Regions from separate parts of the Mus musculus genome. Here all the other regions are linked to region 1. Evidence: chromatin contacts called from public HiChIP or PLAC-seq and promoter capture Hi-C data. All regions are on one chromosome and are shown on one strand. The core of a region is the stretch at or near the end of the contact, and the rest is flanking DNA. Distances in the headings are between cores, read along the strand shown.

Evidence for each region. Promoter capture Hi-C pulls out the DNA fragments that hold promoters and counts their contacts. HiChIP or PLAC-seq counts read pairs in DNA pulled down with a chosen protein or histone mark.
Region 2: a promoter capture Hi-C map of embryonic stem cells shows a contact between it and region 1. The contact joins the promoter of Phf19 here to the promoter of Ggta1 in region 1. A contact is called at or near these places in 2 of 39 promoter capture datasets (embryonic stem cells and pre-B cells), 1 of 484 Hi-C or Micro-C datasets (embryonic stem cells) and 1 of 9 other capture datasets (liver).
Region 3: a contact with region 1 is called in a FOXA1 HiChIP or PLAC-seq map of pancreatic cancer cells. The contact joins the promoter of Rabepk here to the promoter of Ggta1 in region 1. A contact is called at or near these places in 2 of 115 datasets of contacts at active chromatin or transcription factors (bone marrow-derived macrophages and pancreatic cancer cells) and 1 of 9 other capture datasets (adipose tissue).
Region 4: a contact with region 1 is called in a promoter capture Hi-C map of pre-B cells, with 4 times the contacts expected there. The contact joins the promoter of Ttll11 here to the promoter of Ggta1 in region 1. A contact is called at or near these places in 3 of 39 promoter capture datasets (cranial neural crest, liver and pre-B cells) and 3 of 115 datasets of contacts at active chromatin or transcription factors (bone marrow-derived macrophages, epiblast stem cells and memory CD8 T cells).
Region 5: a promoter capture Hi-C map of cranial neural crest shows a contact between it and region 1. The contact joins the promoter of Fbxw2 here to the promoter of Ggta1 in region 1. A contact is called at or near these places in 1 of 39 promoter capture datasets (cranial neural crest) and 1 of 115 datasets of contacts at active chromatin or transcription factors (embryonic stem cells).
Region 6: a FOXA1 HiChIP or PLAC-seq map of pancreatic cancer cells shows a contact between it and region 1. The contact joins the promoter of Rbm18 here to the promoter of Ggta1 in region 1. A contact is called at or near these places in 1 of 39 promoter capture datasets (cranial neural crest) and 2 of 115 datasets of contacts at active chromatin or transcription factors (memory CD8 T cells and pancreatic cancer cells).

Annotation. Positions count from the first base shown.
Region 1 is chr2:35,459,849-35,463,996 of GRCm38.p6, reverse strand. Ggta1 (glycoprotein galactosyltransferase alpha 1, 3) reads left to right here and starts at 2,548. Exons shown (of 8, transcript NM_001145821.2): 1 at 2,548-2,802.
Region 2 is chr2:34,911,277-34,915,284 of GRCm38.p6, reverse strand. It overlaps Phf19 (PHD finger protein 19), which reads left to right and starts at 1,309. Exons shown (of 15, transcript NM_028716.4): 1 at 1,309-1,344; 2 at 3,483-3,668. The coding sequence starts at 3,489.
Region 3 is chr2:34,797,638-34,801,551 of GRCm38.p6, reverse strand. It overlaps Rabepk (Rab9 effector protein with kelch motifs), which reads left to right and starts at 1,640. Exons shown (of 8, transcript NM_145522.4): 1 at 1,640-1,801. The coding sequence starts at 1,784.
Region 4 is chr2:35,977,363-35,981,096 of GRCm38.p6, reverse strand. It overlaps Ttll11 (tubulin tyrosine ligase-like family, member 11), which reads left to right and starts at 1,277. Exons shown (of 10, transcript NM_029774.3): 1 at 1,277-1,925. The coding sequence starts at 1,473.
Region 5 is chr2:34,823,691-34,827,667 of GRCm38.p6, reverse strand. It overlaps Fbxw2 (F-box and WD-40 domain protein 2), which reads left to right and starts at 1,433. Exons shown (of 8, transcript NM_013890.4): 1 at 1,433-1,496; 2 at 1,598-1,706. It also overlaps a transcript of Gm34653 not described here.
Region 6 is chr2:36,135,109-36,138,804 of GRCm38.p6, reverse strand. Rbm18 (RNA binding motif protein 18) reads left to right here and starts at 2,101. Exons shown (of 6, transcript NM_026434.4): 1 at 2,101-2,323. It overlaps Mrrf (mitochondrial ribosome recycling factor), which reads right to left and starts at 2,407. Exons shown (of 7, transcript NM_026422.2): 1 at 2,106-2,407.

The DNA.
Region 1 (4,148 bases), core at 1,299-3,798:
AGATAGCTCACTGTTAAAGCGCACCTGTTGCTCTTGTAGAATGGTGTTACAGCTCTGACCGGAATAGTGTTAGCTAGTGTTACAGCTCCTCCAGGGTGGGGAGAGTGTTTCCCCGCTGCAAGTGTTATAACTCTGCTCTGGCCCGGCACAAGAACCCAGGAAGGTGGTGGCTGCCTCGGCTTGTGGGGGAGAAGCAGCAGAGACAGTAGATGAAAACAGTGTTGTCACAGCTTTCCTTGGGGCGGAGCTTTCCATAGAGTTTGGGCTTTTTACTTTGATGGCTGGCCGCGGGTGGGGGTGGGGGGCTGAGAGGGGCGGGGAGGGAACGAGGAGGGGCAGCGAGCTGAGTCTGACCAACCATTAGGGAAGTGAGAGTGGTCTGTGGGCGGAACCTGAGTGTTGGCGTAAGGAGGTCCTCAGGGGAGGGGCCTAGCTACTCATGAGCCTTCTGGGGCTTACAAAGAGGACCTAGGTTCTGTTCCCACGCCCACAAGGTGACTCGAACCATCTTGAATTCCAGATCTTGGGTTTCCGAGTAGTTTCCTTTGAACTTGTGGGACACCCAAGCACACACGTTGTATATATACATACACATACTTGCATGCAAAACACTCATAAAACAAACAAAAACTTTAAAAATCTTATTTTTTTTAAAACTATAACCAATGGTGGATATTTTAACAAAAGCAAAATTATACCCTTTTATCTGGGGATGAAACAGATCCAATTGAGCCTGAGGGTGGAGCAAACCAGATGAGGGCAGATGTGCTTGTTGGGCATAGAGGTATAAACTCTGCCACGATTATTTTGGGTTCCTTTCTAAATAATTACAGAAGGTCGCAGTGGCTCTGTATAACCCGATCAGAGGACACCCAAGGCTCGAAGGCCACAAGCAAGCTATGCTCTAGATGCCTCTTGGCCAGTTTTCACCCCAGAGCTCAGGACTGGGAGACCTAGCCTAGTAAGCATCCATGGGCAGTCCTTAGCCTGTAGCCCGTGGCCTTTCTCCTTTCTTCCCAGAGAAACACCCAGTGTGGAAAGACCTTCCAGGCTCCCAGGTGTCTGGCTGTAAGCCAAGCCAGTGTCCATGAGACCTTTCCTCATTGCATAGGGTGTCGGTTCCCCACCCCATCACCCAGTAACACCCCCCCCCCCCCACACACACACCCGTAGTTCCTCCTCTGCAGCCCCTATCACCATGGGCAGGTCAGAAGACACAGGCGGCCGTGAGCGATTTCTTTTCTTTTTCTTTTTCTTTTCTTTTTTTTTTTTTTTTGCTGGTTTCAGGCTTTTTTCTGCCTGAGTGGAGATGAAACATCACTCCTCCCACAGATGGGAAAGAGGTGCAGGTTGGGGTAAAGTGAGGGACACCCGATGCATCACACGTGCATCACGCCGGACGTTGTGTTGGGGGTGGGGGTGGGAGTGGACTCTCTAGGCTCCCACTCCTCGGGTCGGCGCACGCCACTTGCCTGCGCCCTAGGCCGCCGAGCTCTGCAGGGGCCAGAGGCGCGCACCCCACCCGACACACCCGGACAGAGCAGCGGCCGGGTCTCCTACAGCGCAGGGCGCCGCCCGCCCGCCCGCCCGCCCGCGTGGTCCCGTCTCCAGCGCAGCAGACAACACACACCCGGCCTGCTTTTGCGGATCAGGTGGGTCCCGCCGGGCGTCTGACACTGAAGCCACGCGAGGGCTTCAGTGGGGAGGAGGTGTGGGCGAGCGGGAGCGCCGCTATTCCGGCCCAGCCCTACCTCGGTCCTTGCTTTTGTCCTGGTCACTCGATCATTTCCTCTGTATCCACTTCTGAACTCTAGGCTCTGTCCCACCCTGAACAGTGTCGCTGCATCTGTTTGCTTACTGGGGTCTCCCGCCACCTTCCCTCGCTATCCGAATAGCTGATATTCAGGGCAGCACAGGGCAGCACAGGGCAGGGCAGGGCAGGGCAGGGCGAGTAGGGCAGATCAGATCCTGGGACCACCGGTACTAACCAGTGAGTGTAGAAAGCAGGAGGTGTCTTTTCCTACTGTAGTTAGGACAGGGCGGGTTGGCTCTTCTTATGGACAAGATGGAAAAGGGGTGCAGGTAGGGGCAAAGTGAGAGACACTCGAATTTGAGAGACAGACAGACTCCTAACAGTGAAGGAAGGACCAAGCCAAAATCAAGCCTGGGCAAAGTCTCAGGCACTAACTTTGCTGTGTTGGGTGATGGGAGGTAATCTCGTCACAACTTTTCAAACCACCTCGTTCCCACTGCAAGGAGACACCATCAAGTGTTTGAAGATGGCAGGGGAACCTCTCAACAAAACACACACACAAACGTTTTATTATTTTATATTTATTTTGCATGCAAAGTACTGTGTTTCATTATGGCATTTTCATACATATGCGATTGCACAAACTCTTGAAAATCATCCAAGAAACAGCAAAGCGGGAAATAATGTTGTGGGGGGGGGGCGCGGAGGAGAGAGAACAGAGACTGGAGAGAGTGCTGTCCTCCTTGCTGCGGGGGCCAGGAAGAGGCTAGGAGGGCGGGGATGTCAACGCCACTAGCTCCTCCCTCAGGAAGGACCCCAGGGACTCTTATTTTTGTAGTTTTGCTTGTCTGGGCCACTATCGGCCCCAGAACAGATCTGACTGCCTCTTTCATTCGCCCGGAGGTAGATAGGTGTGTCTTAGGAGGCTGGAGATTCTGGGTGGAGCCCTAGCCCTGCCTTTTCTTAGCTGGCTGACACCTTCCCTTGTAGACTCTTCTTGGAATGAGAAGTACCGATTCTGCTGAAGACCTCGCGCTCTCAGGCTCTGGGTAGGCAAAGGCGAGGGGGCTCGCCATGGCTCGGGTTGTCCAGGGATTGGGGCATCAGGACTACGGGAGTCTCTGCCTTTTGATAGTGCTTCCTTACAGTTATTTTTGGGAGTAGTTGCTTCTTCCTGATGGGAGCCGCGTGCGGGTCCAAGCTATCTTTTGCAAGTAACAGGTGTCTGGTGACTAAATGCAGGGCTGAACACTTCACTTGGGATTACCTGGTTCCAGGGACTTTGAGTATTGGCGCAGGCCCCAAATGGCCTAGGAGGGGTACCTGGAGACCCTGGCTCCTGCTCCTGTGATCTTACTACATAGAACCGATTCTTTTATTTCTACTTTCTGTGTTAGGAACGCCCCAAGAGGATGTTTTGGGGAGGCCTCCTGTCCCCATTCCCTGTGATTAGGGTCAGTTTTCAGTGGAATGCCTGAGATCAGAAGGCGGGAGATCAATTGATTACTGTCAATGGCCCCCTGTGGCTAAACTTTACCGGAAGCTTTCTCAGTCACAGAGCAGGAAAGGCCGCCTTGCACTGGCCATACTGACTCTGAGCAGCCATTTGCCCGGTTTCTGACACTTCTGAGCCAGGGGCTGACCATGGGTTTTATTCCCTGTGCACTTCTGGGTCTTGGTGAAACTTTTAGTGTACATGGGTCTCTTAGGTTCCCCAGCCTAACAGGATAAGCTTGGCACTGTTGGCTGGATTTATAGAGAAGGAAATCAAAGTTGGGAGAAGCCAAGTCACTGGTTTATGGGTGCTCAGGGTTTGGATTGAATCTGAGGTTGGAATGCACTCCAGCCAGCCTCTAAGGCTTGTGTGCTTCCTGTTTGTTTGTTTGGAGTGTGTGGTTTTGTTTTGTTTTGTTTTGTTTTGTTTTGTTTTGAGACAGGGTTTCTCTGTGTAGCCCTGGCTGTCCTGGAACTCATTCTGCAGACCAGGCTGGCCTCGAACTCAGAAATTCCCCTGCCTCTGCCTCCCAAGTGCTGGGATTAAAGGCGTATGCCACCACAACCTGGTTGCTCACTTTCTATTCAGCATCTCCCACCATGGCAAGAAAACGACTAAGGAACAGATGGCATGACTCTGGGGGGAAGGGCTGGGGAGAGTGGAAGGGAAGAGGTAGTGGGTGGGGCTGAGCATTTCAACAGGTGCAGTTCAGGTATAAATATTATTTTTTGAAGTGAATATGCTTTCTGATAAATAATCAGGGGTCTTTACAAGTTATTTACTAATTTTTAATTACACTCTAATTTACGTACACTAAAATACATAAACCGTAAGCATTCTTGGTTTTAATGAGTTGGAAGGTTTTTAGAGGGACAGTCCTTGTGTTTGGTCTAGGCTGGT
Region 2 (4,008 bases), core at 60-2,559, 550 kb after region 1:
CCTAGAGGCTCATGACAGAGCTTCCTGTACAGAGAAGGGTTATCTCTGCAGAAAGTGGTGTGCAGCTATGCCTTCCTGGGCTGGAAGAGCCTGTCTGGTGGGGCTGCTACCAACTTCCTTTCCAGGCTCAGCCAGATTCTGCTGTGGGTCAAATCCTCAGGAGGAGCAGTAAGACCCAGAAGTAAAGGGGAATGTGGGCATGTGGAAGAGGACTCCTGTATCTCAAACTGAGGGGGCAGACAGGAGCTGCAGGCCAGACTGCCCACACCCCAGGGAGCAGAGGGCCAATGTGAACCCTGAAAAATGAACAGGGAAGGCTCTAGGAGGAAAGAGCACACCAGGAATGCACTCATCCCAGCAGGGTGTGTCTGCAGGGAGCCATTCGAGCAGGTGCAGTGGGCAGTCCAGATTGAAAGCAGGGATGCAGGTAGGGGGTGTTGACCGACACTATCTCAAGCTCTGGCGCCAAGAGTGCGTCTGGTTCAGGACACTCTGGTTTTTTTCTCCTGGAGGGAGATCTTATCTGATTGGAGCCCTATCCACAAGATCTGTCTTAAGCTTGCCCTTTTCATATTTGCCGTGTTTGTGCACATGGTCTGTGTGACTATCTCTTTTACACTGTTAACTCTACAGTGCGTGACTGGCATACTCGAGTGGGTCTTGTGGTCACTGTGTCGGGGCTCTATGTTGCTGACTTGTGTATGCCTTGCACGTGGTTTCGCGGGAGTCTATGCTGAGGGCAGTGTCATTTGAGTGTTGTGACTTATGGCACACATATATATGTGGTGTGTGTCCTGTGTCTGATTCTCTTAGGCTTTTCCTGGTCTCCAAGGAGTAGTGTGGAATGTTGGTTCTGTAAGATCAAGGTGCTGGGAGACCAACCCGGGTCGTGAAGGGTCTGGGTGTAGTAGCTGTGTGCGTGTGGTGTGCGTACGCTCGCCCAGCCGTGGTTCTGTACAGCTGTGTTTCCGCGTGTGCCCGCTGGACTCGCTGCGCGGGGGCGGCCCCGGGAGACGCTGCGGGGCCCCGCCAGCCGCGGGCTCCAATGGCAAAGCCGGTGCGGCCCCTGCTAATTACATAAGCGGGGACGTCAATAATTCGCGGGAAAACGCGAAAAAGATGGCGCCCCGCGCCCGGGGGGCCCCTTCCTGAGCTCACCGGCCCCTCCCTCCCCGCGTCCCCTCCTCCCCGCGGCGCCCCCGCCCCGCCCCGCCCCCGCCGAGACCCCTACCCCGGCCCCAGGGGCGGACACTCGGCCAGGCAGCCCTGGGCCGAGCGCACCGCCGCCGCCGATGTGCCTGGTGGCCAGACTCCAAGTGGGACCGGCTGACGCGCTGCCTCGCGGTAAGTCCCGCGCTGCGGGCGCCCCGGGAGTGTCCGCGTTTCACGCTTTAATCCCTGCACACGACCCCTCTCCTAGAAACCTAGATTGAGCCCTAGGATCCCCGGGCGGGGGCTGGAGGCTGCGCGCTTGTGGGATGGGGATAGAGATGGAGCCCGAGCGGTACCCTCAGGGCAGCGGGAGTCCCAGCCACAATCCCAACGCTGGCCAGGGTGTGGGTGACAGGTCTCCGTTTGTGGCCGTGTGCCTTTTCTTTTCCATTTAAAGCTATGGAGAGGAGGATAGGCAGGACATTTGGGATTTTGCTCACGTCCAAAGTAAGGCACGATCGGCTGGGAGCGGGAGAAAGTTTGCAATTAGAGCAACTGAGGAAAGGAGTGCCTGAAGCTGAAGGGGACACTTTCTGCAAGCTATCCTCCCCCCTGAACACCCTTTTAAAAAGCCAACGGCCGCCCTGGAGAGGCCTCGGCGCATGAATCATGCGCGCTTCCTGCCCCCGCCCGGCCCCGCGCGCCCAGTGCCGCGGATTTGAACTGGACTCCGACGGGAACCCGCAAACAAGCATTTCTGTGCCGATGGGTTTGAATCAGCCAATCACAGCCCTCGGGGGCCCTCTCCAGGAGGATGGAGGCGGGATGGGGGGGCCACCACCCGGGGGCCCAGCACGGCCTCGGGGGCGCAGCGACCCGGCTTGCCCCCAAAAGCTCAGTGGGGGAGGAAATGTCAGTTTGTGAACCTGCTGAGGCCGGCCGGCCCTGCGGTACTCCAGGCCCAAGCAAGCAGGGACCTCCCAGCTCCCAAAGAGCCAAGTGCCAGGGAAGAGGGCAAAAGTTCTGACTACAGCCCACACCTGGTGCTTGTGCCTCTGCCCTGGAATAAAAGACAGGAGGGAGAGAAGGCAAGAGGAGCTTTACTCCCATCATCGGGAGACCCAAGACCCTGACTATGCCCTGCCGCCCCAGGCCCCTCATATGTCCACGTGTATTTAGTTTTACGTATAGGACTAGCACATTGCCAGACTAACCTTCTCTGAAGAGGCACTCACATGGAAACACACCCAGAGCTGTCTTCTTGTGGGCTGGCAGGGCACCAGGTGCCCAACACCTAGGCAGAGGGAGAGACCCTGAGCAGGAGCGCCCCCACCATCCCCACACACGGCAAGCTGTGTTTGACCTTAGAGTGTATGTATGTGGAGGAATGTGATGCCAGGTGAGCCCCCCGGAGGGGAGAAAGCAATAATGCTGGCCACTCCTGAAGGTTTGGGAAGCCACAAACCTTCTGGAAGATTCCTGGAGGGAAGCTGGGTGTCCTGAGACTCCCCGTACCAGGTGCCAGCCAGTAGTAGCAAGCGACAGGCTCAGGAAAATAGGCTTGGAAAAGATGAATGAAATAATTGATGAAGAAAACTGAGACAGAGTTGGAAGCAGAATACGCTGGGGAATTGGGCAGGATGCTCCAACCATTCTAGGGTGGAGATTTGGAGATTCTCAGGCCACTGCACCAGGAGCCACTGTGGCAGGGAAGCGAAAGGCAGCACTTCAATGAGATGGGGGAGAGCCAGATGTGTTAGGTGCAATGGGAATGGCTTAGCTGCTGTGGGCAGATGTGCTTCAGACAGGTTTAAATGCCCCAGACTGGTTCCCATGAAGTCATCAGTTAATTGAGAATAGAAAGGGGAATTACAAAAGGAGGGCATGTAGCTATGTCACACGGTTCCCATGCCACCTCAAAAGTTTTCAGTACTAGGTGGGCCTTTCTCTGAACACATTTTAGGGGAAACATAACATCTTAAGTGCTTGCATCCTCAGAACTGGCCCACATATGGGACAAAGCCTCAGCCTCCTGGACTCGTAGTGGGGTTCAGATCCATGGGTCCTTTGCGCCAGGCACAGTGGGAAGATTCACTCTCTTAGAAGCAGCTAGGTATGGTATAGAGCCACCTTGACTCCTTGTGAGCCATGGCCCTGCCTCTGGGTCATCGGCCACTTCTCCTTGCGTCTCCTGTTTCCCTATCCCTAGAATGAGATAATAATGTCTCCCTCCCAGAGTTGTCCTGTCAATAAATGCATTTGAGAGCCTTACAGAATTTCAGGAGCAGGTGGCAAGATAAACATTGTTCTTTCTTCTCCGATGTCAGCAGAAGCTAATGGAGACTCAAGCTCTGGAACCAGGGACTCTGGAAGCCTTTGGTGCCACCAGTCCTAACAAGGGGGGCCTGTCTAAGACCAAAAAGAACTTCAAAGACTTGATGTCTAAGGTGACAGAGGGACAGTTCGTGCTATGCAGGTGGACAGACGGGCTATATTACCTTGGCAAGATCAAGCGGGTGAGTCTGCTCTGGTCCTTGGGCCCAGGTTCATGTGTCTTTCTGCTCATCCCTTTTTATCCCTCATGCCTGGAAACTGGAAGTGGAAGGGAACAGAGCTGTCCTCAGGGGCAATGTGGCCCAGCAGGTTCTTCAGAGAACTTAAGCAAGCATCAGACTGGACAGGGTACAGAAGACTCTCTGGCCTGCTCTTCTGTCCTTAAAAGCAGCCCCATTAAGTGGTGCCCCTGTTCCTGGTGGTCATACTTCGAAGTGGGGAGCATATCTCTCCTTCTGAAGCACACGGCCAGGAGATGGAGGAAGACTGAGACCCAGCTCCTCTCTGCTGCTCCTCCCTGCT
Region 3 (3,914 bases), core at 391-2,890, 660 kb after region 1:
TGATTTCTAGTCTAAATGAATTGGTTTCTACAATGTAAACCATCTGATAGTCCATTTTTTCTTGATAATATACCCTTCCAGCATGGCTTCTTGGTGTAATCCAAACCAAAAGGCCCAAGGCACATTCTGGAGCTCTGAGAAGGACTCGCTGTCTAAATATATGTTGGGCACATGGCAGAGCCAACCTAGCCCTGATTCTCTCCAGAAGGAAAGCAGAGTGAGGGGCTGGCGAGACGGCTCAGCGGGTAAGAGCACTGACTGCTCTTCCGAAGGTCCCAAGTTCAAATCCCAGCAACCATATGGTGGCTCACAACCACCCGTAATGAGATCTGACACCCTCTTCTGGTGTGCCTGAAGACAGCTACAGTGTACTTACATATAATAAATAAATCTTAAAAAAAAAAAAAAAAGAAAGCAGAGTGAGTGCATACCTCTAAATTCTTTGGCAGTCTATGGGAGCTTTCTGATAATTACAGGCAATCACAAAGACTCAGGTATTGGAAATATAATGGCAAAGTTGTGAAGAGAGCTGTAGCCCAATTTTACTTTGTCCATGAATTTTGGTTATATTTTCAAGTAACTAAATAAATAAATTGGAGTGGGAGCATTGTAAATCTTTTCTGTAAATCACAGCATTTGTATGGTGGAGGCAGCAGAATCAGGAGTTCAAGACCATCCTCAGGTATACAGTGAGATGGGAGGCAAGCCTGGACTGCATGAGACCCTGTCTCAAAATTAAAACCCAAGTTTTTCTTTTACTTGCACTAGTAAATTCTCTAGACAGCTGTGTTCCGATATTGCTATTCCCATTCTATCTATGAGTAAACTAGGGTTCAGAGAGGAGCAGACTCGTCAGACATTTCCCATTTAGTGCGGGAGCTTGTTTGAAGCCAGTCTGTCTTCCCTCTCCCACTAAAGACACACTACTTCTGTTTCTAGGCTGTCTTGAGTTCTGAGGGAAGTTAGTGAGCTCAGAGTATGGTACTCTGTTCACACATAGGCACATAGGCGAGCTATCTTTGTTTTAGGAAAGTCACGGGGCACCTATAGCTAGGACATAGATCAGAGAGGATGCAGATGAAGCTGTCAACAGAGGTAGTTTGTGTCTAGATAAAAATAATCACGGCTTTTACAAAGGACCAGCTCTGGGCCTCCATAAAAATTCCCGACTACAACCTCTATGGAAATCTTAAAATTTGTGTGTCGCTGAGAGAAGACACCAAAAGTATTAATAACTTTCCCCAAGAACATACAGTGTCAATGAACTTTTTATTCTTCAGCGTTTACAATAGGACCTCCTAGTTGTCCTTCGTGTTTAATCTCTCTGCTCAGCCTGTGAGCTCCCGGAAAGCCCAGGGCCTGTGGTCTGGAACGTGCTGTAACCACAAACAGCGATTATGGAAATAACCCGCTTTAGGATCCACAGTTTGAACCAACCTCAAACCTGCACAGGCAAAACCTAGCATCCTATGGCATGCAGGAAATCTCACTCGGGAGCCTGAAGCAGAATTCAAGGTCAGCCTGGCTTACGTGAGTTCCAACCCATCCTTCCCCTTCAGAAGTCACTACTAAGGACTGCTGTAACAAACTCCGTCGGGACCCGAAATTGGAGTTATGGACCGGATGCCAACCAGTACGCAGAGTTCCGGGAGGCCCTGACTAAGTTTGGCGCGTAGTCCCGGAGACCCGGAGGCGTAGAGCGGTTGGCCTGGACGCGCTTCCGGGACTGGGGAAGAGGACGGGCTCCTAAGCTCCGCCCCATGGGTGGAGCCACGTCCAGGACATGCGGGGGCTGCGGCAGGTAATAGGTGCTGGGCTGGAGGTCTCTTAAGGCAGTAGGCTTGAACTGGGTGGGAGGGGTAGTACCCATGGTCTCCGGCCGGTCAGTTTTGGGGAAAGCTGGCAGCCATTTCTCCCTGACCCCGACTTCTTTCGCGCGGAGATGTGGCCGGCAGAGGGGACGCAAAGGAGGTGGCTAGGAGAGTCCCCGCCACGCCGGCCCCTCTAAGCTCTGGGCTGACCCTGTGGTCATTAGCCTAGCCCGCTTGTGGGCCTCATCGGCCCAACTCTCCTTTAATTCCCTTTCTTCATTCGTTTGTCCTTCACTTCTACACTCTGCAGGTCCATTGGTAAGTTATCGGAATGAATCAGAAGGCCGGACATGCTAACATTTTGGAATCTAGTTTCGATACTTTTCTGTTACTTTTATTTTGAGACAAGTCTCACTGTGTAGCTCAAGCTGGCCTCTGCTGCCTCAAGCCTCTCTAGTGCCATGTAGTGCACCACCATGCCTGGCCGATTACAGACTTTTAAATAGATAGTTACATTCAGGGATGTAAGGGTGTAGTTCAATTGGTAGACTGCCTGCCTATCGAGAACTTAGCCCTGGGTTTGATCTCCAGAAGGCATAAAAAGGTATGGTGGTGTTTGCCTGTAATTCCAGCTTTTGGGAGGTGGCAGCAAGAGAAGCAGAAGTTCAGGGTCATCCTTGGCTACATAATGAGTGGGGGCTAGCCTAAGGTACATAAGACCGTGTCTCTAAATGAGTAATGAGTTTAAAAGAAAAGATAATTACGTTCAGAATGACTCCTGTAATATGGTGGTTAAATGGATACAGTCATATATATTGTGGTCTAAACCCAAGTCCTGATTAAGCCTTCCTGCCGAGGGTGTATGTGATGTATATTGCTAATCCCTGAGGCAGGAGCAGTAACTTGAGAGACTGGAAAGGGGTAATCTCTTTAAATAACCTTTGAAATTTTCTGGGACTTGAACCCAGAGCTTTGCCCATGCTAAACAGACACTCTACCACAGAGCCATGCCAACTCCTTGAAACTGGCTTTAAATATCCACTAGCAGTGTGAAAATTTACAGGAAGGAAAGATAGGGGCGGCAGTAATTACCACAGAATGCTTGTTAATTTTATTAAATTCCCACTGGGTGAGGCAGTGCAAGTTATGAAAGTCAGAGGAGCAACAGAAAGCCCAGTATTGCAGGCAAGGCCCCAAAAAGCCACAGAGTGAGATCCTGTCCGAAAATAACAGCAAAAAGATAGAGACCAGAAAACTTGGTTTCTATGGCATGCTAGGGCCAAGGTGAGGCAGGGTTAGCCCTAGATGTCCTAGAACTCACTATGTAGACTAGGCAGGCATAGAAATCACAGAGACCACATGCCCCCACCTCTGCCTCACCGGTGCTGGGATTAAAGGTGTGCACCACTATGCCTGGCTCTCAAAAAAAAAAAGTTTAAATCCAATTTTTAAGTTAGCCTATAAAACAACATGTCTCATTATGCCGTTTTCATATGTTCTGATTTGCACCCGCTGCATGGCTGCCTTCCTTGACACCCTGTGAGTTCTTTATTTTGGAGGTGGTTCTTTCGGGTTTTGTTTGTTGTTTTTGTTTTTGCTTTTCAAGACACGGTTTTCCTGGATAGTCCTGGCTGTCCTGGAACTCACTCTGTAGACCAGGCTGGCCTCAAACTTCAGAGATCCTCCTGCCTCTGCCTCCTGGGTGCTGGTACTAAAAGTGTGTGCCACTACCACCTGGCTAACCTGTTTTATCTTAATAAAGATCTTAAGGCCTCTGACAGTTTGATGTATGTTCATCCCTTATGAGCCTTACAGACAGAAGGAAAACATTAGCTGAGAAACTTCAAAAGCTATGTTGTGTCAACAGCTGGAATGTAACTCAAGATAGACACTTACCTAGCATGCATAAAGCCCTGGATTATCACTGGGGGCCGGGGGGTGGGGGGGGGGCAGCTGGATATAGTGGTTACAGTACTGAGGAGAATTAGGCAGGAGAGTTGCCCAGAGTTGGAAGTCAGCCTGGGCTACTTGTTTCTGAACAAGAAAGAATTATCTCAGAAGTGTGGTAACGTTGATTCAGATTTGTCAGGCCTTTGAACTTCG
Region 4 (3,734 bases), core at 28-2,527, 520 kb before region 1:
AACCCCATTTTCTGAAACTTTCAAGTTAACCCAAATGTGGCTCCCTCAGGCAGGAGAGGACCCTCTTCTAGATCAACTCTACATTTTTATGCCTACCTTAGTTGGGTATAGGAGTTCATCACTCAGGAGGCAGAGGCAGGCAGAACTTTGTGAGTTTGATACCAAGTGGTCTATATAGTGAGTTTCAGGACAGCCAGGCCTGCTAAAGAGACCATCTTAACAACAACAAAGTATGGCAGCCATGAAAAACTGAAAGGAGGGGCTCAAAGAAATACTTGTACATGAATGTTAATGGCACTATTAGTCACAAGAGTCAAGGGATTAAAATAACCAAAAAGTCCGCAGAAAGGTCTATGGAAGAATAATTGTGCACGCACACATAGAATATTTGTAAGCTTTATGATGGAGTAAAATTCTGACACCCACTATGATGAAAAACAAAAACAAAAACCTTGTGAAGCCAAATAAGATAAAAACAAGAGGTACCCCAGTAGTTAGATTCAAGGGGGAAATAGACTTGTGGTGACCAGGGCTGTGGGGTGGGAATCCCAGGAGTTAGTTTATGGGTATGCTTTCAATATGAAAAGTTCTGAAGATGAATGGTAGAGATGGTTTGCACCACAGTATGAATGCACTGAATGCCACTGAAGAGTGAATTAAAAATAGATTAAATGAGGGCTGGAGATGAAGGCTCATCTGCCATTCATTTCCTGGAACCACGCAGCAGGTCACATCAGGGAATCTGATGCTCTCTTCTGGCCTCCTTCTCCACCAGGAACATGCATAGTACACATACATACATGTAGGCAAAATTATACACACCACACACATAATAAATTTAAAAATAATTAGTACGTTTTGTTATATGTTTTTATTGTAATAAAAAGTGTTGCCCTCTACAAGTCTAGGAATCTGAAGGGCTTCTCCATCTCATGGGAGAGACCTGAAAACCGACAAAGGTGGCCTCCAGCCTCAGTCTGAGGCTCACAGAAAAGGAGTCGATGAATGTAGTAGGACTGGGGAAACTAAGTCTCGTGTTTGAGGAAGATGCCGCTCTTCCCAAGTCCTTCCCTTTCCAAGCTCGGGAGCGAGACAGGAGCGCAACCTCTTTTACCCTCAGCCCCACTATAAATCATTCCTAGCCAGTCCCTGAGTGCTCAGAAACTCTGCATGTGTGACAAGCTGCCCTCTTCCAAGATGGCTATCGCCACCTCTGTGACAGGCCTGGTCACGTGGACGCGCTCGCTTGTGAGGTCGCCGGGCCCGGCAGGCGATTGTCCCTTGCGGGGCCCCGTCCCGAGGCGGCGACTATCCCTGTCAACCGGGGCCTGAGAGATCATGGCAACGGGCTCGGGCGGGGAGCGCGTGGCGGCGGCGGCGGCGGCGACGGCGGCGGCAGTTTGGTCGCGGGCCGGGACGGCGGAGCAGCGGCGGCGGCGGTGGCTGTGGCGCCGGCACCGGCCCTGAGCGTCATGCGGCGCAGCAGCCCGGAGAAGAAGCCGGAGGCTGAGTGGGAGGCGGACGCGGCGGCGGCGGCGGCGGCGACAGCAGCGGCGACCGAGTCGCTACCGGCGGAGACTGAGAAGCAGCAGGGCGTGGACGCTGGCGCGGCCGGGGATCCAGAGCGCCTGGAGCTGGAGGAGCAGCCCAAGGACGTGGGCCGGATCCCGACCCCGACGCGACGCCACGCGCCCGAGGAAGGAGAGGCCCGCGTCGTCCGGCGGCTGCCACCAGCGCTGCCCCTGGCCCAGCCGAGGCCGGCGGCGCGGGCCCTGAGCCAGCTCGTGAAGGCACGGGGCCGGAGCCGGAGCCGGGTCTACCGGCGGAGCGCAGGCTCGATGCGGCCGGTCACCGTGGACAGCTCCAAGGCCCGCACCTCCCTGGACGCGCTCAAGATCAGTCTTCGCCAGCTCAGGTGGAAGGAGGTGAGGCCCGCCGGCCCGGCGCGTGGGCACAGGGGGGTCGTCCCGAGGCCTGGCCCCCGGAGCCACTTCCCAGGTCAGGTCAGCCCGTCTCTGCTCTGCTCCCCTACAGCTTTTCTTATGTCTGCAGCCCTGGCCTCGTCAAGCTGTAGATCCTGGTTTATCCGTCCTGTCTTCTCCTCTGTTGGCCCCGGGGCCAGGGGCCACCTTTCACTTTCTGCATTTCAGTGATATTTAAAGTTTAGTAAACTTTCATGCTTAGAGTGCCACTCTTGGGCCAGGTTTGTGCTCGCCAGCGCCTCACTACACTCTTCAACTTAGCTGTGCGACCTTGAGCAAGCTACTTTTCTTCTTTTGGTCCCGTTTACCTCGGTAAAGGGAAGCCGGTTCGTTCCGGTTTGGAGCATAGTGCCTAGTGCTTGCACAAGGTTTCAGCAAATGACAACCTACTTTCATCACGATCTTTTACCACCACCACCATCACCACCACCGCAGACACTGATTGGGGGATGTAGCAGGTGACAGTAAGTGGGGGTGAAAGCATGTGTGAGCAGATGAATCACCCTTGAATTCATTTCAGACCTTTTAAGGGACGGGGTGGGACAAAAGCACCAACGAATCCGAGAGGTTTCTATTTTCATTGGCTGAGTAAATAAAGCCAGCTGACTTTATTTACAGCATAGAAACCATTGGTCCACTAAAGATTCCGTGCGCAGAGAGCATGAGGGCTCAGGCTCTGAACTTTGTGCTAAGTGTGGTACAAGTGGTTTAATGAAGTTGGAGACTGGGGAGAGATGGCCACAGGTCCACTATGGTCAGAATGTTGATGTCCCAGTGGAAGAGTTTGGTTTGGAGAGAAACCAAGAATCAGGTGGGGTGGTGGAGGTGGGGTCTGGCAATCCCAGGTGTCAGAGCCCTCTCAGTCTTGATTTTCACACCTTGGAAACTGGATGAAGATTGGTGAGACTCGGTTCTACAGTGTCTAAACTGTAGATAAAGTCCCATGTCCAGCCCAAAGATAGGCAGGCCAGGAAGGTAAACTTGGACTTGTCAGAGCCACCCAAAGATAGGCGGGCCAGGAAGGTACACGTAGACTTGTCAATGCTGCTGACCTACTGAAGAGAGTCCAGGGATAGAAAGTAGCTAAGAACTCAAGCTGGCTAGCAAGTGCCTGTGTTCTCAGCTCAGCCCTGAGAAGAGACAGGAAGCAGCCTTTATCTTGCTCACCCAATCCAGCACAGGTTCATTCTCTTAATTTGTAGATATCCTCTATGGTGATACCAAGTTCTATGCTGGGCCTAGAGAATCACACTTTAAATGTACTCTTGTCTTCAAGCGTTCCTAGTTCAGTAGGGAATGAAATCCAGTAAGTAGTCCTGGTATCTGCAGGCCCATTGCTGCTGCTGCTGCTGCTGTTGCTGCTGCTGCTGCTGCTGCTGCTGCTTTAAATGCTCCTTTCCCAGCTAGCTATGTGCATGGCTTTCTCTGTCACCTCTTGGGACTGCTGATCAAGGTCCTGAGAGAGGTTTCCCAGGCAATGTTCGCAGCCATCTCTAGCCCTGGCTGTTTGCTTCATAGCATGAACCTCTACCTGACATCGTGTTGTATTTGTTTATTGACTGTTTTTCTCACCAGAATGTAAGCTCTTCGAGGGCAGGCATTTTGTTTTGTTACTGCTGTACTCAAAGTTGTCTGGCATCTGGAAGTTGCTCAATAAATATTTGTTGAATGCATGAACATATTATGTGATGAGTGTCTCTATATGCTGTGGGAGACAGAGGCGGTCAACTCTAGTACATCTTCCTCAGGGAA
Region 5 (3,977 bases), core at 184-2,683, 640 kb after region 1:
ACCAGACACCCAAGGCTTGTATAAGAACTGTTAACTCCTTCTCCCTTTCCTCCTAGCATTTGCCCTTCTCGCCTTGTTGCTCTGGCGGCTGCTGTAAAACAAGGGAAAACAGGGCAGGTGAGATGGCTCAGTGGGTGAGAGCACTGACTGCTCTTCTGAAGGTCTTGAGTTCAAATCCCAGCAACCACACGGTAGCTCACAACCGCCTGTAATGAGACCTGACGCCCTCTTCTGGTGCGTCTGAAGACAGCTACAGTGTACTTATTTATAATAACAAATCTTTGGGACTGAGCGAGCGCCGGTCTCACATAGGGAGCGGGGTTGACCGGAGTGAGCAGAGGTCCTAAATTCAATTCCCATCATCCACATGAAGGCTCACAACTACAGCGTACTCATACGCATAAAATAAATAACTCTTAAAAAAAACCCTAGCCGGGCGTGGTGGCGCACGCCTTTAATCCCAGCACTCGGGAGGCAGAGGCAGGGGGATTTCTGAGTTCGAGGCCAACCTGGTCTACAAAGTGAGCTCCAGGACAGCCAGGGCTACACAGAGAAACCCTGTCTCGAAAACCCAAAAAAAAAAAAAAAAAAAAAAAAAAAACCCAAGGGAAACAAAAGCTTTAAATAGGAAAAACAAAAACAAACAAACCAAAAACTGGGCAATGATGGCGCACACCATTCATTAGTCCCAAGCTATTGGGAGAGGCAGGCAGATCTTTGAGTTCAAGACCAGCTTGGTCTACAGAGCGAGGTCCCGGTCAGCCAGAGTTACAGAAAAACCTTGTCCCATCAAACAGACAGGCAAAGCTTTCACACAGCAGCATTTATAGAGCTTCTTGCTTACCACTTCTATCTGGGGGGACTAAAGGCTTCACGCTAGTTAGCTGATATGTAACAAGCGCTTCGGAGAACAGCTGTCTCCGTGGCTAAGTGGCCACGTTTGGACAGCGTGCATGTATGTCCTGGGATTCGAGCTTAACCCAGCCCCTACCCAACTCCCTTACCATGTTTTGTCCTTGCTTCCTGCAGTATACTTTGTTATTTGTCCTGTCTTCCTCCTACGACTAGACATAGACCTCGCGCAGTTAGGGATTTGTTCAGCTGTGTCAGAATCGTGTTTGGGAGGTGCCAGGTGTCAATGGGCTGTTTGAATATCGTCACATGTGGATTTGGAGCCTTAGCCCTTTCTCTCCTGTGAAATATTACCCTAACTTGGTTAAAAAAAAAAAGTAGATGAGGAAAATAAACATTGTGCAAATCTAGAGGTCCACCTTGCTCAGGATCATAAGGTGTAAGCGCAGACGGTGGTACAGCACATGTTCGGCCCTTTTCCACAGTCGGGGCCATTCTTTCCCAGGTACTTGGAGGGCAGAGACGGAAGTAGAGCCGCTTCCGCCCGACGCTGGGCGCCGGAATGGCGCGCGGAGATGACGCAGCAGCACCGGAAGCCGCTCCCCTGTGAGGCTGCGGACCCAGAGCAGCGGCCGTAGGTCCAGGTCTGTATTTGCGATTGGCCGGGCCGGGCTGGACAGGAATCCCCAGCGCCCGCGGCGTTACTGACCCGCCGCCCCGGCCTGTTTTCTCCCTTTCCCCGCAGGCGCCATGGCTGTGGAGCGGACCCGGCCGCTGCGACGCTCTGGCGGCCCGAGCGCGCCTAGTCGGTGTGAGCCCGGCGCGAGGTCCCGGGCCCCGGGGCGCTCGCTCAGGTCAGTGCCGCGCGGAACACGGCTCCAGGAGCAGGGGACCAAGGGAGTCACGAACGGGCTGAGAGACTCGGAGTTAATTTTAGACAGGAAAATTAGAGCTAAGAGTTCCTGCCTTCTGGTGCTTCGGTTTTTCCTAGCCGCGAAACGAGTTAACATTGATGCCCCAAGGCTAGCACTTTAATTAATTAAAGATGATGAAATGTGGACAGGTGGTTTATAAAATGCAGAACGTAGTAGTATGTGTAGGAAGGCACCATGCTTGTGTGTATGCCTTGAAAACAGGTGTGTATTTGAGATGATGCTTCTTTTTAAAAGGGGAGAAATGACAGTATTAGTACTACATTATAACAGTAACTGGCATTTATTGTAGGCTTATAGTGTGCCAGATACTGTACAGAACGCTGTTTAACCCTAACAATCTTGTAGGTAAAACAGTACCAGGCGACAGTTTACAAGTGAGGAAATTTGGCTTGAAACACAAGAAATGATTTGCCCATGGTTACCCAACAAGTGAAATTTCAGAGCCCGTGTTTTATAAACATTATTTGTATTCTTTCAAAGGTTTAAAAGATTAGTCTCTAAATTAATGGCTTTTAGGCCAAGGGTGGTTGTGGACTCCAGCAGTCCCAGCACTCCAGTCTTGTGAATTGTGAGACCAGTCTGGGCTTCACTGCAAAAGCCTGTCTCAAAAAACAAAATAAAACAAAAAGCAAAACAAAAAGGAACAGTAAAAACAATTTTCTAAATATCACAAGCAAAAGGAGGAAAAGATCTTTACAATAGTGTAGTCACATGGTTTTAAATACAAAAAGATGTTTTGTTAAAAGGGACTTCATCCCTTTTCTTTCCAGTTCTCTCTTGAAGCAATATTTAATCAGCTTCCTCAATATTCACAGAATACTTTTCTGTACACATAATCCTCTGTGTAGACCAGACTGGCCTCAAACTCACAGAGCCTGCTTCTGCCTCCGAGGGCTGGGATTAAAGGCATGTATCACCACGCCTGGCCTACCTTTTAACTGGTTGTGAAAGGGGAGGCAAGGAGACAACCTTCCCAACAACAATGAGTATTTATTTTTTGTTCTTTAAAAAAATGATTTTTAGTGTGTCTATATGTCTGTGTCTATGTAGGATGTTGGAGGGAGCATGTATATGCCAGTGTGTGCGTGCGTGGTTTTGCATACAGCTTTATGGAGTCAGTTTTCTCCCCCCAAATTTACGTGGGTTTTGGGTATCCAACCCAGGTCATCAGGCTTTTCAGTAAGCACTTCATCTCACAGGCCTGAAGCCTTGATTCCTTACCTGCATAGGTTATGCAGACTAGAAGGAGGGAAAACATTGAGTTTACACCCATAATGCCTTGCCTGTAGAAGATGCAGGTGGAGATTGGGTACTACTGAGCTGCTGCTCCTGTGTAACTCTGGTTGAGCCACCCTGCCTCTTGGGCCCTAGCCTCTTTGTTGGTAAGGGCAGTAGTATTGACTTCTTCTATGAACCATGTTAGAATCAAGCGTGATATTTTTAGGCGCTGCTTCAGTTATTAGGACCAACATAAATATAATTGCTTAGAAGCAGAAACCAAATTCATGCTCTCATCTCCCAATTTAGGAATGTTTATCATACTACACATTTCCTCAGAGCTTTGTGATTGTTTCTGTTGAGGACTGCAGAACAAGTTAAGTGTTTACATTGAGAAGGGTGAGAGGCACAAGATAGCAAGGGGGGTGTGCAGAAAGAAAAGAGCTAAGGAAGCAGTTAGCGGCTTAGATGTGCCGTATCACTGCAGCTTTTCTGATTCGCACACTGCTAAGTTAGAATAGCTTCTGTTTTACAAATGGAAGCTTAGACTTTAGTTGAGCATTCCATGATCACATATTTCCCAGGTTGATCTCTAACTTAGTTATCTTGTAAGGGCAGCCTCTAAGAAGCTAAGATTGTATGTTTCACTGTGCCAGCATCATGGAGATTGTTAATTTGCTTTATCTTACAGGCTACAAGGACCCTCATGGCTCTGTAGGGAACACAGTTAAGAGCTGTCACTAGCTTATGTGAGGCTTATAAAAGCAAACTGTAGCCTTTAGCAATCCATGTTCTAACAGACAGTACTGTAAAGGAATGGAATACCAGAATACCCAAGGCACACAGCTTAGCACACATTTGTTTTTTCTTTCCTCACATCTTTTTGCTTCAACATTTATTGTAGAACCAAATTTTGTGATCTGGGTGGCAGGTCAGGTTGCACCTAGTAGCATAACTGATACAGAGGTCACA
Region 6 (3,696 bases), core at 852-3,351, 680 kb before region 1:
AACGTTTCTCTGTGTAGTCTTGGCCATCCTGGAACTCAGTCTATAACCAGGCTGGCTTTGAACTCAGATAATCCGCTTGCCTCTGCCTCCTGAGTGCTGGGATTAAAGGCGTGCGCCACCCGCATCCCTAGTCCCTGCTTGGAATGTTCTCCCTTTATCTCTTTACCATCCATTCTTCTTTATCATCATTCTGTCAGAGCACAGGGTCATTGGCCAGCTCTTCCAACTAAACTGGTCACATTTCCTGAAATGCAGCTTTCATGCCAATACTTCATCACAGCACATAATTTTTAACAATAAAAGTAAATATGTATAATTACTTGATCCTTATCTAAATATCTCCATATGACTGCTGGCACTTCACAACAGCTCTAGTACACGAATCTACCTACTAACCTACTTGTCTATTACTGTACCCTGTACTTAGTATAGTACAAAAATAAAGACATCATACAAATGTGCTAAGTATGATAATGGACTTCCACAAAGATTAAATCCTTGCCAAATGTCAAAATGCTGGCACCAGAGTTGGAATCTACACCTCTGATGGCTGGTCCTGGGTTCTATTTCTCAACACTGCTTCCGTTATCCCCTGGATTTCCAGTTCTCTGCTTGGAACATGGTGTGCTTCTTTACAAACTCAGTACCATGTAAAGAAAGGTATTTGGAATACCTGACTCAATACAACATCCAAATGTCCTTGGCACACGCCAAAGGAGGAATAGTGGACAAAGACTTCACGTAAAGACTAGGACACCTGGATTCCAATGTACCCGCCTCATCAACCCTATCACATGCAACTTTGGAATTCACAACCACTTACATTCAAAGAGCATGGATCACAGCTCTACCCCAGATGAGAACTATAGCAAATAATTTCTCCTAATTTGGTTTTGTATCCTCGGCCATTCACTGAAGGAATCAAATCAAGTTTCCTGGCTTTCCAACTATGGGTTCTCTAAGATTCTGGGAATTTCAATGGAATGTGGTCAAAAGAGAAAGCACTGTGGATCCGATCCACCATCTGTGGTGAAACCACCCCGAGCATGCAGACCTTACAAGAGGAAGAGACGAAGACCCTTATGGAAGGTCTCAGTAAAGGTTGAATCCTCGGACACTATAGAAAATGTTAAGGCCAAGATCCAGGATAAGGAAGGAATTCCTTCTCTCAGCAGAGGCTGATCTTTGCTGGCAAGCAGCTGAAAGATGGCCATACTTTGACTGTAACATTCAAAAGGTGTGCTGAGACTTCATGGTGGTCCTGAGAAAAGGATAAAGGGTTATAGCACTGCCAAGAAGAATAAGAATAAGAAGGTTAAGTTGGCTGTGCTGAAATACTATAAAGTGGATGAAAATGTCCTCCTGATCAACATGGGGCTAGAGTGTTCATGGCTAGTTACCTTGACAGACATTACTGTGGTGAGTGTTGCCTGCCTTACTGCTTCAACAATCCAGAAGACAAGTAGTTGTGTGTGAGTTAATAAAAACACAGGAATGAGAAGGAAAAAAAAAAAAAAAAGCACCAAACTTTGAGATGGCCTAGGCAACTGTCCTGCTTCTAGTGCTTCCTAAGTATGTGATCTTAATCTGTAAAATGTGCCAGAGTCACGGGAATGATGAAGCACCATCGAAATGACAACTGTTTGCCCACTGGTCAGCAGAATGATGATTTTAAAAGCCCCAGGCATTCGACTCAGGCCTGGGTGGAATTCAAACTTCATCACTTGGGAGACGCGCGACCTTGGTAAAGACAGCGCTTGAGTTTTTGTTTCTTCATCACCACCGGGAATAATTACACCTCCGCGTGTAGGGTTGTTTGGAAAAGGCATTATTCCTGTCAGGTGACGTCTTAAGCATCAGGAACTATTTACCAAGTTCCCAGGCAAGGCTCTAAATGTCGGCTGAGTGACAATGGCCCCGCCCCACCCTTGTGAGCATAGAAGTCCCGCCCCCGGCCTTAAGGTCCAGCCGAACTCTGCTGAACCAGTCACGGATAGTATCCTAGCCCTACGAGGTCCCTCCGAGAGCCTAGAAAAGTGTCACCAGAGCTCGAATCCCGCCCACTCCTTGAGAGCCGACCCCCACACACACTCAAGGCCACTCACCAGCTACGGCCGGGACTATAGAGAAACACACGCGGGACAGCGGAGGTGCGGGCGTCATGACGTCACGGGCCAGCGCGGCGGCGCAGGCGTAGTGCGTCACGGGCGGCCAGGCGGCGAGCGGTGTTTCGGCAGAGGTAACCTCAGGTCCTTCGCTCGGACCCCAGCGTCGGAAGCTGCTTTCGGGGCATGAGCTGAGGGCACAGCTCTGAGGCTAGCAGGTGAGTACCCGAAGCTCAGTGCCATCCTGGCCGCGGGGCCTTGGCGAAAACCATCCTCACCCGCAGGCTTCTAGGCCCCGCCCCGGATTGTCCTGTCTCTGGCCGGAAATAACAATCCCATTAGTGACTTCGCTGCCAGGAATCGGGGTGCCGTGGTTGTTGGCCTGACCCCGTGGTTAACGTGTAAGAATAAGCGACCCCAGTCCCCTCCTGACTTTTAGAGTAGATACCGCTCAGCCGGGAGGAGTAGATTGGCATTTGTGAACATGTTACTCAAAGGAGTTGTCGCCTTTGCAACCCCCAAAAGACTTGATAGTCACATACTAACTTATTAGACTTTACTGTTTGTTTCTCAAAATTTCATGAGCTGAGCTGTCACATGTATATTCTTATTTAAAATGACCACGTGATGCAGGAATTTGTCTCCATCTCAGGAAAGAAGAGAATTGAAAATAGTGCCAACTCTGAGCCAGGCAGTGTACAATATGCTGGGCATAGAGAACCATGATCAAGGCCCTATGCCATAGGAGCTTTTATTATTTTAGAAACATAGGCAAAAAGTAAACTACTCATTGTGTTCACACACAGGAGCAGAGATCCTGAGGAAGATACCTAAGGGAGGGACTGTTACTAAAGGCACAGTAGTTGGAAAAGTTGATTTTGAGTCGAGTCTCTCTAGCCCCATGTCCTGTACTCTTCCTATTTATACATGGCCTCTTTGGCATGTTTAAGTATCTTTTTGGTGTTACAGTTGTTTTTAGACGTGAGAACATCAGAAGTTCTAGCATTCAAATCCAGCATTCTCAGTCTGAAGTAGTGCAACCCCCAGTCACACAGCTTTCTCAGTGTTGGGTGAGTTCTCAGCATGGTTCTGAAGGCATTAGGGGTAGAATTTGGCAGAGCTACAGACTTTAATGAGGTACTCTCCTCATAAGGGAACTAAACTGAAGAGTCGTTAAATGATAGTGCCTGTCTCAGTATCTGTCAATTACTTCAATATTTTGCCGTTTTTAAATTTAGTTCTCTTTTTCAAAAATATCCGAGAATGGAGAGTATTTCGTACAAGGCAGAGCTTGAGGCACTTCTAGATACAGAAGATACATGTTTTGGTTTGGGGGTTTGGGTTTTTGTTTTTTTTGTTTTTTTTTCCTAGGAGGGAGGTCTGAAGTCTGGTATAGGCAGCTATCGTCTCTGTCCCTTTACCTTTCCTTTATCATATTGTATATTTATTAAAATTTCATTTTTCATCTATAAACTCTTTTTTTTCTTCTCAGCAACCTTAACTAATTAGGAAAGCAGGATTTATCTTTACAGATCTTTTAGGTTTATTAACTCTGTGTGTATGAGCCTGTCCTGGCTATTTTGTGTCAACT